Regions from separate parts of the Anser cygnoides genome. Here region 2 is linked to region 1. Evidence: chromatin contacts called from public Hi-C data. All regions are on one chromosome and are shown on one strand. Each heading gives the region's core, a stretch centred on a gene start, on an enhancer-like site or on the middle of the called end of the contact. The rest is flanking DNA. Distances are from core to core; before and after follow the strand shown.

What was found. A called contact is a pair of places that touch in the nucleus more often than the background predicts.
Region 2: a Hi-C map of liver shows a contact between it and region 1, with 1.6 times the contacts expected there. The contact joins the promoter of PRKAR2A here to the enhancer-like site in region 1. A contact is called at or near these places in 2 of 7 Hi-C or Micro-C datasets (granulosa cells and liver).

What each region holds. Positions count from the first base shown.
Region 1 is chr10:11,593,812-11,598,469 of Taihu_goose_T2T_genome, forward strand. It overlaps PXK (PX domain containing serine/threonine kinase like), which reads right to left. Exons shown (of 18, transcript XM_048072246.2): 11 at 3,809-3,926; 12 at 3,300-3,378; 13 at 1,070-1,118; 14 at 398-475. Among named protein-coding and RNA genes, the nearest start is that of PDHB, 17 kb to the left of the region's middle. Within about 2 kb of position 1,915, at least 1 of the 3 cell types and tissues checked has open chromatin away from gene starts, as enhancers often do. A contact at or near this core is called in liver, where this site is marked.
Region 2 is chr10:11,681,663-11,686,432 of Taihu_goose_T2T_genome, forward strand. It overlaps PRKAR2A (protein kinase cAMP-dependent type II regulatory subunit alpha), which reads right to left and starts at 1,294. Exons shown (of 11, transcript XM_048072299.2): 1 at 1,042-1,294. The coding sequence starts at 1,294. It overlaps LOC136791612 (a long non-coding RNA gene), which reads left to right and starts at 1,483. Exons shown (of 3, transcript XR_010833938.1): 1 at 1,483-1,948.

The sequences.
Region 1 (4,658 bases), core at 665-3,164:
GGAAAACAAAAAAAGACAATGTTAAGATCTCAAATATTCTCAGACAAGGCACATGCTTGGCATGCAAGAAAAAACACTGTAGTCACTTTGCACATTTAGTTTTCTTTTTTCATGTTTAACTCTAATCTTTACTGTTGCTGGTAGAGTATGGAGCCTCACACTGAAGTTAAAATGATCCTTTAACTTAGGAGTCACTGTGAAGCTGTACCACTTAAAACAGTATAATGCCATACATTCATCAGCTGTTCTACAGCTCCTCAACGCTGTATTTTTGGGAAAGCAAATCTGTTGATGAAAACCTTTATTGCTCAAAATCACAGAGCTCACTTTCACCATTTAAATGTGATAAGAGGAAACAATGTCTGTAGGGAATACAGTAAAGAAATACAGTAGTTACCAATTTCTGTTCTTCTGTTAATCTTTTTTCTATGCATTCTTTGGAAGTTTTCAATGCCTCTTTTAGCTTAGTAGGAACCTAATACAGAATGGGGAAAGAAATCATAGCACAAAATATGATAAACGAAAATACAACTTCACTGCTCAAAACTCAACATGTATCTGACCATGTTGCCCGTCTAAAGCCAGGGACAGCTAATTGTTTTGGTACTCTGGTCACATCCCCAAAATGCCATAAGGCCGACCACCACAAGACACGCAGCACATGCCTGCTCTGGGGCAGTTCCCCAATGGGGGCAAGAAGCAGCTCCCTGAAAGTCCCAGCACTGCAGCTGGCTACAACGTGCCAGTGGTCTAACCTAGCAAAATCAGATTCCACAGCCCTTAGCAATTTGAGCAAAACAAGGCTGCTAAGTAGGACACCATGATTAATCATGTAAATTAGCTCCAATACAAGAGCTACACTTGAATCACTCATGGGTCACACTGTGCCCTCTTCTAAGGGTTGATATAATTTTCTTGGGTATGATTCAGCAAAGGAATCCAAATACCAACGGGAATCACCATAAAGCCAAGTAAAGCCAGCTGTCCTCTACCCTGTTTGTTAATTGATGCATAGCTACCCACAACTTGGTGCTTCCACGAACATCAGCAAATCAACATTCAACTTTACCTTAAACTGTGGTTTCTCAGAGTTTGTTAGCAGGACATCACTGAATAATCTGTGAGTGGGTGAAAAAAAAAGGAAAAAAAAAGGAACATTATTTCCAAGAGATAGGCAGAAACAGAGGGAATGCTACTGGTACTGTTCACCTAACTCCCTCTCTTCTCTTTTCCTTCTCTGTTCTCATCCCTACCTCACTGTTTTGTTCCCCCCCCCCCCCAACACACAGGCTATGTACCGCTTTTTATTTTCCAAGCCTTGCTTTAAAATTAGCAGCATCTAGCCCTCAGAACAGAGCCACTACTGACAGCAGAAATTAGCAAGACTCTAGGAAGTATTTTGTAAGCTGAAAGAATGGCTGTAATTATCAAAGGCAGACAAGAGCATCCCAAAACAAATGCTTTTTCCTTGTAAGTACATTGATTCCTTAAAAACAGAAGATTGCCAGGGACCTTACTTACATTTCACCTAACAAATCATTGATCTTTTCAGGTGAACTCTTAGCACAACTGTTATTTTAGCATTAACAAGAACCACGTAAAAGATCAATGAGCAAACTTAACATTTCAAAATATCTGCGTTCTTGTCCATACTCTGGCAAAGGTAATTAAAGCGACTATTCTAACAGTTTCACTCTCGCCTCCATCAGCATGAGCACAAATGATTAATACTTTTCCATCCAAAACAAAGACACTAGAGGGCAATGTTAGTCTGAAAATCAACTAGTTAGTCCATTTCAAGGTACTTTGTTCTGGAGAACATACTAGAAAACTATCCCAGAAAGAGATCACCAAGTCTGGCTCACAAATAAGCATTTCAGAGATTTCTGTTGATGTTCACTACGGAAAGTTATCACAGTTCTATACTAGAGAAAACAAAATTAAATATAGAATCGAGATTGTAAGATCAGTAGTCCATGAAAAAAAAATCAGAAATAAATTAAAACAAAGGCTAAAGAAAAAAAAAGCTCACACTTGTTTACAGATAAATTTTCTGCCCCTTTCTGATTACATATCCTTGCAAAATTCAGTAAACTCATAGTTTATTTGGAATAGCTTAACAAATATTTAAGTTATATTCATCACATCACACATTATGAAAAACACTTTTGTAAAGAGTATGGGTATGAAGGGAATGTAGTACATATCCTACATAGCAGATAGAGCCAGGCATAGATTGTTTGTTCAACATCTTCTAACACTTGGATATTCCTGTATTCAGTTTTCTTACAGTATTTCTCCATACATTCTTCTCTCTACCTCCTGCTTCCTTCAGGAGCAGAGGAATGGAGGAATAGAAGGAATAGAAGGTTGGGACACGACTGCAGGGACCCGTCCCAACCCAGGAAATATGACTCTTGGAGCATACTCTAAACATCCTGCAATCCGTACGCTGTGAGATCAGACCCAGATTTAGATATGGGCAATCTGTCATTTATGAGGTCACGATTCTGGCACCTCATACTAACAAAAAGCAAGCCCACCAGGAACTGTGATTCTGTGCTCAGCACGCTGACGACACGTCGCAGCACAGTGACTGCAGACAACTTCCCTGGTAATGCTGTCTCCTAGCTGCAGGAAGGGTGGCACTGCAGACAGGTATCATCTCCAGCTCAGTCATGCACTGACACTGCTCCCTTGCTCCATCCTAATCTCACTCCGTATCTGCCTTTACTACTTCACTACATCACTAGGAGGACAGCCTGGAAGGAGATATTTTCTGTTTATGCTTCACTGAATCCCTAAACCAGCCTTGCAAGACACCAGCCAGAACTTCCGCACAACGCTTTGACCCATTCTAAATGTTGCCGCCAAGCAGAGCTAGAGATTTATTTTGCTAAGTCGTAAGTAAACTGATAGCCAAATCTACTGAAGTACATCTGAAAGGGTCCCACAAAAACATTCTTTATTCCAAATGCTTTAAATGATCTGTACATGTTCTTAATCATGCTCGCACTGCTTAATAGCTAGACCATTTGAAACCATAGCGCCACGCTAAGTAAAATGCATTCGTAACAGCTCCAGCACCCCAAGAGACAGAAATTTTAAATGAGCACCTATCATATTCACAAGCAATGGGACTATGAACTCCATCAATTTTAAACCTTCACTTGGGATACACTACACAGCCCTCAGAATGAGGAACAAATCTTTCAGATAAGGAACGAGCAAAAAGATTCTTCCTCCTTATATAATTAAAAATATTACTATGAGCATAGAACAAGTACGTTAACACTTACGGCATCTGTAAGAGCCGTGCAACTGTTGGCATGCCATTCTTCATAGCTTCACAGGTCAGAATGGATTCCAACACAGACACTACCAAAGAAAAAATAAGTATGGACACATTTTTGCACTACAGAATAGCAAACAATTTATAGTGAAAGCCTGGCACTTCTGTGTTATGCTCCCCCACATATTCCATCAACTAAGCAGTGATGAAGCTTTATGACACATGTTTTTTATTATAGTATTATTGTTACACGTACAAACTTTTCAAGAATGTTAGACATGAGGCCAGGGGATCCAGACATCTAATCACTGCACACTGTTTTATCACTCAGTTAAAAAAACATATTTATATGCTATGTATTTGAGGAAGAACACATTTGCTATTTTTTAAAATTGCTAAATAATAATTTCCGGTTACAGGCTGCAAAATCCTAGTCTCCTATTTCACAACATTTCAGCTTCAGTAAAAGGTAAGGGTAGCCAGGCTGAGACTGACATTGAGTGAATGTATACTAACCAACAAACACGGATGGTGCAGGAGGGAAGCTGTCTACTGGAATCGTATCTGGGGGTCTTCCATATGTCATTTCATACAGTAAGTGCCCAAAGCAATGTACATCAATGCTTTCTAAAGTCTGTAGAGGAACAAAAATAAAAAATAAAAATGAAAAAAACATAACTTGCCAGAACTAATTGGTTTATCCACAACTGGTTTTAAAACATTCGGTAATACATTTGAGAAAAAAGGTGGCCTTGCATGAAAAGAGGAATCATTAAGGTCCTAACCACAGCCTAACCCTGCACAACTTTTACCTCAAACGAAATCTTACCATCTCAAGCAACTGAAGTTACTTCTTTCTTTCAGCAAATGAATGCAAACCAGAGCACATTATAGTCATGTTCCGTAAAAATGCGTAAGGAGCAAATTCATTTCATACACAGCAGATTAGAGAACCGTATGTTGATACAAATCACAGATGAACGCATTTTCCTAGCTACGTCAAACAGCAAAGAATGAGATTTGTGACAAGATGACCAGCTGCCACTTTGCTGTCTTTTTATCTACCTCCCTGTAGAAACACATACCAAACAAAGCTAGGAGAGCCTCTTTCACCCCTCCTTGGGCTTGTACAAGCTGTACATATGTGCTAAGTTCCCAGACAGCATATTTCTGAGATTTCTGAATCATGTTTATACAGAAGTGGCTTCTCTTACTGGAGGATGCTTAGTGCTTTCATGGAACTAAAAGATTTGGACTAACCATGAACTTCTGATCATTTCTCTTGCTAAACACAGTAAAACTTGTTTTGCAAGGTCAGCAAGCAGCTGTCTCATGATGCTGTATGTAATTTATTACAATAAGCATT
Region 2 (4,770 bases), core at 44-2,543, 87 kb after region 1:
TCGCAGATAAGGAGCAAGCCAGCACCCACTGACAGTGCCACCTGCCTCCAGGGCTCTGACCAGCACAAGTGACACCGGGCGGTTTTGTTAGTTTTCCCTCTAAGACAGAAAGATGACAAGCAGAAACTTGAACCAAAGGAACCACTTTTCAGCTTTGGACAGCCTCACCACGTAAGGCTGTATTTGAGAGCTGTTTAGCACCATAAAGTTTACAGATTTCCATCTGAAAACATTTAACTCCAGAGGACTGCTTCAGCTGCAGTTGCCAACATTCTCCAGGAAAACATTACACTCACTTCCCAGGAGAAGACCTTTCAAAGCCTACAACAAGCTAAGCTGATCGTGGAATAAAGTTGCCTTCAATGACATTAAAAATAAATAAATAAAACACAGAAACCTTTGTTCGCGTTATAGGTCGAGGGCATAAGACCTTCACTTGAAGTTTAGGGAAAGCACACCTTATCCCCTCTTCCCCTCTAAGTTACCTTCTAACAAGGAGAGGCTATTCGGAGAGCGTTCAGGAACCGCGCTCCCAAATCCTGGGGGCGCCAAGAGGTACCGCTCACCGACACCTCAGGTAACTTCTCGCACCGAGGCTCAGGCAGAGCCCGAACTGCGCGCAGGGCGCGTGGCAGAGCGCAGTGCGTGTGGAGGGAGCGAAAATGGAAGTACCACGGGAGGCGAGGCAAGGCCCGCGGGGAGGCACCTCCGCTACCTGATGGAGCTACAGCCGGGAGCAGCGGGCGGCCGGCTTGGAATTTCGGCTGTCCGGCAAGGTGCGAGGTTATTCCAGCGCCCCACGACAGCGCCCTGAAGCACAACGAGGAGCCCGCTCCGTCCCCAGCCGCCGAGGGCACGCTCACCGCGGCGGCCGAGCGGCAGCGACACCCGACAGTCGCGACAGAGCTCGCCCGTCGCCTCACCGCACCGGCACGGGGTTCGCTCACCGGGAAGGGCCGCGCCGGTTACCGGGCGGTGCGTTGGGAGGGGACGGGGGGGACGGGGGGGGGAAGGACGGGGACACCTCCCCGAGGGGCTTACGCTCGAAGTCGGAGTCGTCGTCGTCGTCGCCGCGGTCGGGCTCCTCCTCGCCGTTGGACTCGGTCTGCATGGGCTCCCCGTCGAAGCTGACCACCCTGCGGCCGCCGCCGGCCGCCTCCCGCTCGCGGGCATCCCGCAGGCGGGTGAAGTACTCGGCGGCGAAACCGACCAGGTCGGCCGGCCGGTGCCGCAGCACCTCCACGGTGTAACCCTGCAGCAGCTCGGTCAGGCCCGGCGGGATCTCGATGCTCATGGTGCCGGCGGCGGGGGGAGGAGGAAGAGGAGGAGGAGGACGACGAGGAGGAGGAGAAGGCCGCCGCCCCGCAGCCGGTTGTGACGGTGGCGGGCTCGGGGCCTCCCTCGGCGGGCGCCGCCTGACTCCCGCCGCTCCGGTCACACACACACGGGGGGGGCCGGGCCGCGGCGGCAGCTCCCCGGGCTGCGCAGGCGCTGCAGCGGGCGCCGAGCCAGCATGGAGGCGGGCGGCCGCGCGCAGGCGCCGGGACGCTGAGGGGAGCGGCTCCCCCCCGGCCGGTCCCCGCCTCGGCGGAGGGAGGGGAACCGCGGGGCGCTGGGGTGTGCGGTCCCGGTGCCCCTCAGGTGCCCCCCGCAGCGGGATCCGGGTGCCCCCGGGGTGGTTGGTGGCTGCCTGGGTGTGCCGGGGAGGAACCGGGCTGTGCCTCCCTCCTCCGCCCCGCAGCGAGGGCTGAAGGGGATGCGAAATGCTTTCGTGTGGTGCTTGTGAATCTGACTTTCAAATTAATTTGGGGACAGAGCAACTGCTATGGTGTGGTAGGGAGTAAACTTAAACTGTGGAAGGTGGCGGACGCTCTCGCTTCTCGTCAGCCAGGATCCTGGACATGCACAAGTGTGTGGCAGAAAGGAGGTTTTTCACAGCTTTCTTCAGGTTAGTGACCCCCCGTGCTAATTTCATCTTTCTTCATCTTTCTGCCAACCCACAGTACCCCTGAGCGCCACAGAGGAGCGGGAGAAGGAGGCTTTTTCCCCTTGGTTGGGATTACACTGAGGCCCTCTGACCCCCCTGGTTCCTGGTCAAAATTCAGTCAATGAACACTCTTAAAGCTGCTGAGCGCAAGAGAATAAACGAGCAACACTTCATACCTTTGGGTAAAAGCCATAATGTCATCATCTGTGAAATGGTGGCAATAACGTTTGTCTGCTTAACACTGAGCACCTGAGAGCACGAAGGGTTTTGGAAAAGTGAAACACCTCATTAATCGCTTACACGTGTGGGCTTTGGAGACACCTTGTATATTCCTAAATGTGTTACTCAGGTTTTTCTTGTATTCTTCGTACAAAACCTCCGTGCTTCGTGCTGTTTGTGTGTACAGGGAAGGTTTGGCGGATGCCCAAGGGCAGCCAACTCGCCCCGTGGCATGGGGCCCTTAAGGTTTGATGTTGGAAAGCTGGTCTTGGGAGAAAATAGGCTGCACAAACATGAGGGGCACAGGGATGCTGGCTTGGTGACGCCGCTGCCTGTTGTCAATGTAAATATTTTTGTTTAATTCTTCCTTTGTTTCAACAATAAAAGGGCAGAAATCAACTTGTACTCAAAATAAGAATTTCACTTAGAAGCCCAGAATTGGCTGAGGCAATTCATTGTGTTGTGGTTTTGTTTGCTCGTGTGCCAAAAGGTCCCCTCGCTTATCCAGATGGTTTTCCTACACTCCCATGCAAAGACAGTCTATTCATCACTGTTGCTTGAAGGACATGACTGAGAACACCCTATCTGGTACTTTTACTAGCTTTATTTTCGGTGAGGAAGGACATTAGGGAATCTTGTGGCTCTTACAACAGCACCCAGCCTCTTTATTAGGTGTTTTGTGTAATATGGCTCCCATATTTTATGCCAGTAAGATTACTTCTTGTATGTGAACGAATGAATTAAAAACAAGCACAGGAGGTAGATCTTCCACATCTCATCATTTTATCTGGAGGTTTAGTGTGAAGCCTAATTTATTTTTGTTTTTTACAGCAGCCACAGTTGCTATGTCCCTTTTCTAGAAAAACAATTAATTCTGCTTTTTACTTTATCACTCCTGCCATATCATCTTTCTTGTGGTCTCAAACAATACAGCAGCACATTTCAACTGTTCAATGCACATACTTTAACTACTGATAGAACTGATATGAGGAAATGGTTTTGATCAAAAAAAAACAACCCTATTTCGTTAGTCTCAAACAAAATGAAGTAAGACTTCTGATGAGATCCTTCCTTTGCCAGCTAGGTGCTGTAGATATTACTGGTGGTGAAGAGTTAAAAATGAAGTTTAAAAAGTGATGTAAGAAAAAAAAAAAAGCATTGGCAAGTATGGTCAGAGGAAGAAAGAACGTCTAATTCCAAGGGAATACAATTATTTTTCTTTCCCAGTCTTGCACAACAGCCAGCCAGCCACCTGACAATTGCCTGCTTTTGGCATTAGTCAGCTCTTGTATTAGCTTTTAACGTTTGTTGATAATTTTCTCTCATTTGTGCCTGTGTATATAAATCTGGTTATTTATATGAAAAAATGTGTTACCAGTAAATATTGTTAAGTCTCTGAAGAGCTACATTGTGTTAGCCTTCTGATATTTATATGTCCACATATAACTAATCAGTTTCAGAGGAATGCAAACAGTAGAGGTCTGTTCAGCCTCCTTCTGAAGGTCACTGGACAAAATAAAAACCATCCAAGGTCATATGAAGCACTTTCAAGCTGTTTTACACCATCGATTATCCCAGTTCTTTATACACTTTTTTTTTTATGAGGGTCTGAATTGATGGCACCTGTAGGCAAGAGACTTGTTTGTGGTGGAGTTAGTTGTAATGCTGCCTGCTGTGCATGCATATAACTCATATTAAGCATTCTTTCACCCTAAATTTGCATTACTTTTTTAATCGCTGCTATAATAAGCATCCACATTAGAAGAACGCTAGAAAAGAAATTAGGAAATGTATTTGCAGTCTTAGTGTGATCCCCTTTATAATAACGTCTTTAATTCCTGTAGCATGACCAATGCAATTCCTTTCCACTGTTTTGGAGTATATTCAGCACCCAGTATGGAATTATATGGACTTCTGTAATGGTAAAGCTGGTCCCCACAGTATTCCTATCTCTCTCTCTCTCTATATATATATATATATATATATATTTAGAATCATATTTTGTCCCAATAATTTCTTAGTATCTGAGAACTATCCAAGTCGGGATATTCTATGATTCTATTCCTATATTTATCATGTGTCAAGGCTCCTAAATGCTGAGGTCTCTTCCCTTCGCTCTGCATCTCCTACTGAGTCTTAAGTGACTTTGACGCTCACTTAGTGAGACTATGATGGAGCCTCAGTGCTTGTCCTAGCAGCAGGAGCAGTGAAGTTGCAAGTAAAAAAAAGCAAAATAGTCTCTGTAATCTTGCACTGGGGAAAAATGATCAAATTAACCCTCCAGACTGGCTCTTAAAAACTAAAATAAATCCCTTTTATGACAAGTAATAATTTACTTCTCATAAACCTTTCAGCACCAGCCAGAACTCAGACGCTATAGAAGCATATGCACATCTTGGTTTAATTACACATGCCTTCGAATTCACTGCAAGGAATTGAGCACCAGGATAATGCAAGAGCACGCTAACTGCTCTGGTGGTTGATAGTAGAAAATACAATCTCTTGTTTAAGGGAAGTGGGATTTATTACCATGAGTAGAGCTTTTGCGTGTTGCAGGAGGTGAC